Linked DNA regions of Mus musculus: region 2 is linked to region 1. Evidence: chromatin contacts called from public ChIA-PET data. All regions are on one chromosome and are shown on one strand. The core of a region is the stretch at or near the end of the contact, and the rest is flanking DNA. Distances in the headings are between cores, read along the strand shown.

Evidence for each region. ChIA-PET counts read pairs in DNA pulled down with a chosen protein or histone mark.
Region 2: a contact with region 1 is called in an RNA polymerase II ChIA-PET map of memory CD8 T cells, with 57 read pairs. The contact joins the promoter of Hdac1 here to the enhancer-like site in region 1. A contact is called at or near these places in 2 of 39 promoter capture datasets (hippocampal neurons and pre-B cells), 1 of 15 datasets of contacts at CTCF or cohesin (the NIH/3T3 cell line), 1 of 484 Hi-C or Micro-C datasets (nephron progenitors), 3 of 115 datasets of contacts at active chromatin or transcription factors (embryonic stem cells and memory CD8 T cells) and 1 of 9 other capture datasets (adipose tissue).

Annotation. Positions count from the first base shown.
Region 1 is chr4:129,404,747-129,409,041 of GRCm38.p6, forward strand. No RefSeq gene overlaps it. Among named protein-coding and RNA genes, the nearest start is that of C330020E22Rik, 24 kb to the left of the region's middle. Within about 2 kb of position 1,970, at least 130 of the 459 cell types and tissues checked have an H3K27ac peak or open chromatin away from gene starts, as enhancers often do. A contact at or near this core is called in embryonic stem cells, hippocampal neurons, memory CD8 T cells and 1 more, where this site is marked.
Region 2 is chr4:129,540,918-129,545,212 of GRCm38.p6, forward strand. It overlaps Hdac1 (histone deacetylase 1), which reads right to left and starts at 1,729. Exons shown (of 14, transcript NM_008228.2): 1 at 1,664-1,729. The coding sequence starts at 1,712.

The DNA.
Region 1 (4,295 bases), core at 720-3,219:
GTCTGTATCCCGCTGCTTCACCCTTCTGCATGCCAGGATTACAGGACTGTGCCATTGTGGCTGCTGTGGCTGAGATGGTTGGTGACTTTCCTTTCTTTACTTTTGGTGGTTTGAAAGTTTACCAATGGGAAGGGGCTGAAGAAATGGCTCAGTGGTTAAGAGCACCTACTGATCTTCCAGAGGACCAGCGTTCAGTTCCCAGGACTTACAGAGTGGCTCACAATGACCCGTGACTCCAAATCTAAGGCATTCGATGGCCTCTTCCGGCTTCCAAGGGTATCAGGCACACATATGGTACATCTACACTCACATTAAAATAAAAATAACAATAAATCTCAGATTTTTCTGAAGGTTGTATTTTACCCTAATACTGTTATGTTTTACAAAAATAAAGAGCAAACGTGTCAGTACTCATCTTTAGTGTAGATACATGAGAAAATAGAAGAGAGGAGAAAAATACAGTAACTTCTGTTTCATTGATTGGAACTGGAGTCTATCTAATCACTGTATATTTCTTATTATTTCTATTATGAGTCTATAATCACTCTATATTATTTTCCATATGTTTTATAACTCATTTATCTATTGGTGTATGAAAGAAATGTCTTCTGAGAGGGCCTCAAATCAAAACCTATGAGCTCACCGGCCATCTACCTTTTCTCCTCCTCCTCCTCCTCTTCCTCACCCCTTCTTTAGCCCTGGCTGGCCTGAAACTCACAACTCAATATGTGGACTGTCTTATCTCTGCCTTTAGGTGCTGGGATTAAAGGTATGCGCTACTCACCATGACTGGCCTTTTTTTTTTTAAAGATGGAGTCAACTTAGAGGAGTTCATCCACATTTTCCTGTCTCCATTCTCCCAGTGGTGGGATTACAGGTATGCACCAGCACACCACCCAGGGCTCAGATCGAGTTCTAAATCCCCACTCCCTGTAGACCTTGTGGTACCTATCTATAATCCTAGCATTTATAGACAGAGGCAGGAGACCCCAAAATACAAACCAAGGAAGATCCTGTCTCAAGATATCACATTGTTTACTCAGCAGAACCAGGGCTCTCCGGAGAAGTACCTGATTCTAAGCCTAAGCCGGGTAGGGAAGTACAGAAGATGAGGCCAGAGCATCCTGTATCAGAGGGAAGAACGCAGCCAGAGAACAGTGGAGACACATCAACTAGAAACACAGACAGCTGTCCTGAAGAGGCTTTCATTGGCCTGACTCAGAGCATTAAATGTGAATGACAGCAACAGATTACAATCAGGAATAAAATCAGAAATGGGGAGTCTGCATTTAAAAATAAATATTATGTTTAAAATGTTTAAAAAGAACAAGAGTGTTTGGAAAGATGGCCTAGTGGTTTAGAGCCCTTGCTGTTCTGGAGCACTGGGGTTCAACTTCCAGCACCCACATAGCAACTCCCAACCATCCATAACTCCAGCTCCAGGGGATCGGACATTCTCTTCTGACCCAGGCACCAGGGGCACATGTGTTGCACAAGCCCACAGGCAAAATATTCATACACGTAAAATAAGTAAACCCTAAAAACAAGTTTCAAAGGAGAGAAATGGTGATTTTAAGTACGAACGTCGTTTCCATTGCCAGGGGTAACTTTCCAGCAAAGAATCCTGGCAGACACCACCTTAATTTAAGACAAAAGTGAACATTATCAGTAATAAGACCTGACAGATTTAAACCCTGGACCTCTGGATACCAAGCGCTAAGAAGGACTTCCGCGATAGTCCTGCCTTAGATGCATAGCCAGAAGCGAATCAAGACCGGCACATCCTCCATAAATCAACCGCCCAGATCTGACCCTCCCCCGGTCCTGGCGCCCGCCTGCTGCGGGCACGCCCCGGCCCATTCCCGCTGCCTCCCCGTGGTCGCTGCCAGGAGACTCAGGCGCCTTTCCCCGGGCGGGCGGGTGGAGGCTGGGCGACAGCGCAGCCATTATCCTGCAGTGTCTCCAGGGGAGCATCCTCCCGCAAGAGGTCCTCCTGGAGTCCAGAAACAGTAACTACACTTCTCTTTTCATTGAGGTAACACACATCGATGTGTCTCTTCATAAAAATTTAACGTTTTGATGCACGATTTAACTAGGTGTGGCGGTGCCCACCAGTAATCTCAACAATACCTGAAAGCCCTCAACTGGAAGAGAATCGAGAGTTCAAGGTTATCCCTCCACTGAACAAGTAGTTCAAGGCCAGCCTGGGCTACATTAAACCAGCATTGAGTTCCTGCTCTCCCAGTCCCCTTTGCAGCCTCCACATGCGATTGTCTCTAACGACTTGGAATTGAATAATAAACAACTCTTAGTCACTAACCGTCTCCTGATGGTCCACAAACGCCTGAAGGGAAAGAGGAGATTCTAAAAGGAGTTTGGGTCTCTCATTCTGGCTCTCTGGACTGTTGGGACTAAGAAGCCCTGGAAATTGGAGTTCCATCCCTCCTCCCTCAGGTTTCTCGTACGGGGAGATGGAAAAGGCTGGATCCTGCTGCCAACCAAACCGGGGCCTGTCTCCATGAAAATGGAAGACATTTTAACTGGAACCCAGCAGTGATGGATCAGTGATGGGAAGAAACTCACCTTGACTAGGACTGAATAATTATGTCTACAGATTGCCCTCAGTTGAAACTATACCCCCTCCCATGTTTGGACCAGAAAGATGGCCTAGGACAGCCACCCTATCTCTTTGCACCTCATCCCAGTGTGACCTTATTGAATAAATTAAAATTTTCTGCTTTTCACTATTTATTGGCTTTTTTGTTTTTTTTTTCTTTTTTGGGTTTTTTTGTTTTGTTTTTTGAGACAGGGTTTCTCTGTATAGCCCTGGCTGTCCTGGAACCCATTTTATAGACCAGGCTGGCCTCGAACTCAGAAATCTGCCTGCCTCTACCTCCGGAGTGCTGGGATTAAAGGCGTGTGCCACCACTGCCCAGTTTATTGGCATTTTTTCATCAGTTTTATCAAAGACAGGAGGCTGAGCCTGGCTTACTAGGGCTTTCAAGGACACAGGATCCCACCCTAAGTTAGGTAGCCTTATCACCTACATTGTCCCCAAACATCTTCCTGCCAGGACTCTTTTTTTATTTTGTATATGAGTGTTTGCCCATGCAGGTGAATTGTACCTGGTGCCTACAGAGGCCAGAGGAAGGCATTGGATACCCTGGGACTGGAGTCGCTGATGATTGTAAGCTACCACACAGGGGTCAGGAATCAAACCCGGGTCCTCTGCAAGAATAGCAAATACTTTTATCTGCTGGCAATGCCACCTCTCTGTCCCATCATTTTTTTCTGGTGATGCTGGGGATGAACCAGGGGTCCTGTGCCTGCGAGGCAAGTGCTCCACCCTGAGGTATGTCCCCAGCTCCAGGCCATGATTTTCTTGATCTATGAAACTGATCCTGCCCTAATTCCCAGGTGAGCCCCGAAACCTTGGCTGCCTGACCCAAGGGATGCCCTGTCATCTGAGGAAACGTCTTTCCTGGACAGAACCCAAGTCATTTTTTTGTCTTGTTTTTTTTTTTCTTTGTTTCTTTGTTCTTTGGGGTCCCCCCCAACCCCCGAGGACCCAGGCATATTTCCTTGGAATAGATCAAAAGGATCATCTTTCTCTTGGCCAGATCCTCCTAGCCACTTCCCCTCAGCCTCCCACAGATCCATCATGTCCTCCACTGACTGACTGCCATACACACCACTCTAATCCCAGCGATATTTACAGATTGCCGGAGGAAGAACAACAGATCTGCAGTCCTGTCCAGGACTTTGCAGAATAGATCACAGGGAGGCAAATTCTGTAAAGGAACACTTACTTTAGTGAGCAATGTATTTCTTCTATTGCTATAATAAAACACCATGACCAAGGCAACTCATAGTAGAAAGAGTTGATTTGGACTTAAGTTTCCAGAGAGTTACAGTCCATGGTGGGTGGAGCAAAGGCGTGGTAACAGAAGCTAAGGGCTTACTTCTTGAACCACAAGCCCAGAGCAGAAGGAGGGAACTAGAAACCATGTGGTAAGTCTTAAAACTCTCAAAGCTTACTCCAGTGACCTAGTTCCTCCTGCAAGACCTCACCTCCTAAACCTACCCAAGTAATGACACTAACCACCGGGGACCAAGTATTCAAATGCTGGAGATTATGGGGGGGACATCTCATTCAGAACCCCCACAAACACCTTAGGCTTTGTAGATAAAAGGTACCAGTCAGCCAGGTCTGGTGGCGCACACCTTTAATCCCAGCACTTGGGAGGCAGAGGCAGGTGGATTTCTGAGTTCGAGGCCAGCCTGGTCTACAGAGT
Region 2 (4,295 bases), core at 479-2,978, 140 kb after region 1:
CAGGACAGCCAGGGCTACGCAGAGAAACTGTCTCAAAAAACCAAAACCAAACCAAACCAAACCAAACAAACAAAAAGAACCGAAACAAAAAATGAGGCTGCTAGACAGTGGTGCACCCCTTTAATACTCAGGAGGCAGAGGCAGGGGGATCTCTCTGAGTTCAGAGGCCAGCCTAGTTGGTCTACAAAGCAACTTCCAGGACAGCTAGGGCTGTTAGAGACAGACCCTGCCTTAAAAACAAAACAGAACAGAAACAAGAAGACACCAGGCTTGGTGGCTCCGTCACCCCACAGCACTGGGAAAGACTGAAACAGGAATGTGGCTAACAGTTGAAAGACAGCATAGTGAAAGAGCAATCAGGACCACTGAACCTTCTTAGTCCACTTCTTCAGAATTAAAACAGGCCAGGGTTGTGGCACATGCCTTTAATCCTAGCACTCGGGAGGGGGGTAGGATAAATCTCTTCCAGTAGGAAGCAAACCTGGTCTACAAAGTGAGTTCCAGGCTAGCCAGGGTTACACAGAGGCCATTTCCAAAAAAAAAAAAAAAGTATCAACATAGCTCTTCACCCTCTACAACTGGAGTTATAACACCCTTTTCTAATCCAGCTAAAATTACTATCTGAATTATTTTATACCGACAATTACCAAAAAATATCTGTCTTCTAAATTTCAGATCTAAACAGCCAACCGCCTACTGGCTGGCTGGCTAGATGTCCCCTGAACAACTCAACTGCTATTCCCAAAACACAAATGCTGGACCAAGTGGTGTAAGCCTGGAGTCAAGAGTAAGAAGAAGGGGCTTAATCCAAGACCAGCTGAGTTACACTGTGAGACCCTTTCTCAGATAAAGGTGCTGTCCCCTCCCCCTGCTGTTGGCTCCACTTGCCAGGGCCTGGCTTGTAACTCCAGTTCTTGGGTCCTAAGCACTGACACACAACCTGCTCCTCTCAGGTTGGGCTGAGGCTCCTGCTGTGTTCTCCTCCACCCCACATTCCCTTGTCCCAGCGCTAACACCGAAAGATACCTGTGACATTGTCTAGCTCCCCCTTCAGACGGGAACTCAACACAGGAAATGTGCCTCGATGAGCCCTCCAGCCCCAACAGAAACACAACCCAGGACAGAGTAAGATGCTCGCGCTGGCTCAATGAAAAGTCGTTTTAACAAGTTTCATGCACCTCTCTTCTTGCATCCCCGGGGAGCCCCATTTCCCAACTAGCAACTGCAGGCCCTACTCATAGACTTGGGGGATGGAGTGGGGGAGGGGATGAGTGGCCAGTCCTGCAGAACTCACCAAAAGAAAGAAAGAAAAAGAGAGAGAGTGAATGGGGACAGTGAAAAACCTTTGTATTCTCAGCAGGGGAAGATATCCAGGCAAACCGTCTCCATCATATTCCGATCCCCGCCGCCACTTAGGCTTCCCTCCAGGAATCCCACTCCAACTTCAGGTCGGATTCCCCGAGAATCTCCGCCACCGGGATTACCGCAGACTACCCCTTCCACGACCCCCACCTCATCTCCGGCCTCAGCCTCGACTTCCTCTCTCCAACCTCCTCCTTCAGCCTCGACTTTCCCTCAGCCTCCCCGGGGCTTCAGCCTCCTCCCAGCCTCCTCCCCCAGCCTTTCCCCAACGCCCGGCCCGCGCCGCCCACCCGCAGCTCACCGTCGTAGTAGTAACAGACTTTCCTCTTGGTGCCCTGAGTCTGCGCCATCTTGCTCGCCGCCCGGCCCTCCCGTCAGTCTGTCCGCCCGCCCGCCCGCGGCTCCTTACGGCGTCCGACCAGGGGGAGGGGCCGGCCTCGAAGCCCCGCCCACCCCCGGGATCACCTATAGCCGCACAGCCCGGGCCTCACTCTAACCAATCGGCATGCGCGGGGTCGGGCCCGGAACTCGGCGGGGGGCAAGGGCAGCTTAGAGAAGCCACCGCGGGCCCCCTGGGCCTGTACCAAAGTCCGGCGCGGAGGGGTGGGGGAGACCGGGGGCCGTACCATCGAGTCCCGGGAGAGGGAGTCGGCTCCGTAAACTCTGCAGCCCGCTTCACAGTTGGGAGCGTGTGCAAAGATCAGAGGCCAACTTTCTCGTTTTACCGAGAATACGCCGAGGCTTCCCGGGGAAAGATGCTTGCGCAAGGTCACGCAGCTAAAAGACTAGGTTTGGTCTGGATTAGAACTGGAGAGAGAAATGAATGGCAAGGAACAGAAAGAAAATATCCAGAGGCCTACTGTAGTGGGGCAAGACCTTTATGTGCTCATAAGTTCTGACGGACTTTTCTTTTTTAATGTCAAAGCTCGTTTTCAGTTGGGCGTGGTTGCTATGTCTTTGATCCCAGCACTCAGGAGGCAGAGTCAGGAAGATCTCTGTAATCTGAGGCCAACTTGCTCTCCGTAGTGAAAGCATGTCTCAAAAAATAACAAAACAATTTTACAGGTAAAGCTGAAGAGCTTATTCAGTGTTACAAATTAAATTCCGTCTCCAATTGTACATATTTTTTTTAAAAAAAGACAAAATCCAATATGCCCGAGCACTGTGACAAAGTAACAGAACTTGGTGTTTAGTTTTTAATTTACTGGAGGGAGTGTTGGAGGGAGTGTTCCTATGTAATGGCTCTGGGTGGGGGCGGGGCGATCCATCCAGAAAATTTGGGTCAGGCATGGTGGCAGCAACCATCTCACCTACCCAGAACTTAATTTTTCTAAACTGAAAGCCTAAGTTGTTGTTTGGGGGGGACGTGGGGGTGGGGGGGCGGGGTTGTTTCTTCGTTTGTTTTTGCTTTTTTGTTTGTTTGTTTGTTTTTCAAGATAGGGTTTCTCTGTATAGCCCTGGCTGTCCTGGAACTCACTTTGTAGACCAGGCTGGGCTCGAACTCAGACATCTGCCTGCCTCTGCCTCCGGAGTGCTGTGATTAAAGGCATGCCCCACCACACCTGCCTTTTTTTTTTTTAAAGATTTATTTATTTATTTATTTATTTATTAAGTACACTGTAGCTGCCTTCAGACACACACCAGACCAGAAGGGCGTCAGATCTCCTTATTTCAACTGAGTCTTCGACTCAGAAATCTGCCTGCCTCTATCCCCAGAGTGGGTGGCATATGTCTTTAATCCCAACACTTGAGAGGCAGAGGCAGGCTGATTTCTAAATTTGAGGCCAGCCTGGTCTACACAGTGAGTTCCAGGACAGACGTGGCTATACAGAGAAACCGTGTCTGGGGGGTGGGGGGGGAACCAACAACAACAACAAAAAAAAAGACCTTCACCACTCCCCCACCCTCAAGCCATGCCAGCAAAATTTCTTAACCTTGAATTACTTACACTCTTTGTTGTAGGGGCTGTCTTCGGGCCTTTTAGATGTTAATTGACTGCTTGGCCTTCTTCTATACCAGTAGCAACACCCCACACACGCCCTTACTGTGACACCCAAAATTGTCCTTACACATTGACAAATGTCTGGGAGTGTCTAAATGGCAGAAAACCACCATCTCCCATGCTCCTACAAAACCTGAATCCGTCAATCTTCAAGTAGCCATTATTGATCCACCAAAAGGCTCTGTGCTGAGTTTTTTGTTTTTTGGGGTTTGTTTGTTTGTTTGTTTGTTTCCTACAACAGTTGGACATAGTAGCACACGAGTTTAATACCAGCACTGGACTGTAGATCTCTGTGAATGGAAGCCACCCTAGTCTACATAGTGAGTTCCAAGACAGCCAGAGCTACACAATGAAGCCCTGTTCTGAAAAGCTGGGATTGAGGCTTGCACCACAACCCCCAGCCCTTGTATGCTCAGCGTCACTCCCTTGGGAATTGCACAGGGCCTTTAGTGACAGGGAGGCTGTGTGATGGCAGAGGGCCAGGACACAGACTTCCATTTCTACACCCCTGCTACTCTTCTGGCTTTAGGTGGGTCTCCTCATCATTTCTAGGCCTCCTTTCCCATCTTTGCAGTGTAGACAGAAGAGGACTCCAAAGTTTCCCCACTCCATGGCTGTCCACAGTACCCACTATAGGACAGAATCATGGGTATTGAAGCATTTGTAAGATGTAGAGCAAGGGTTACAACCTCACATGCCCGCAGAGGCCAGGCACGTGGTATAAATGAATGAGTTTATATTCTTATGGCTCAGATATTGTTTGTTTGCTCATTTTAAAGCTTGGAGCTTTTAACTTCCTTACAGGAATATATGACCTCTTGCTTTTTTGATCAAACATACTGCCATCTCTGAGTTTAACTTTTTAAGCTCAGACTTTTTTTTTTAATTTTTGATTTTTTAAAAATTTTCTTTCTTTACTTTCCTCTTTATC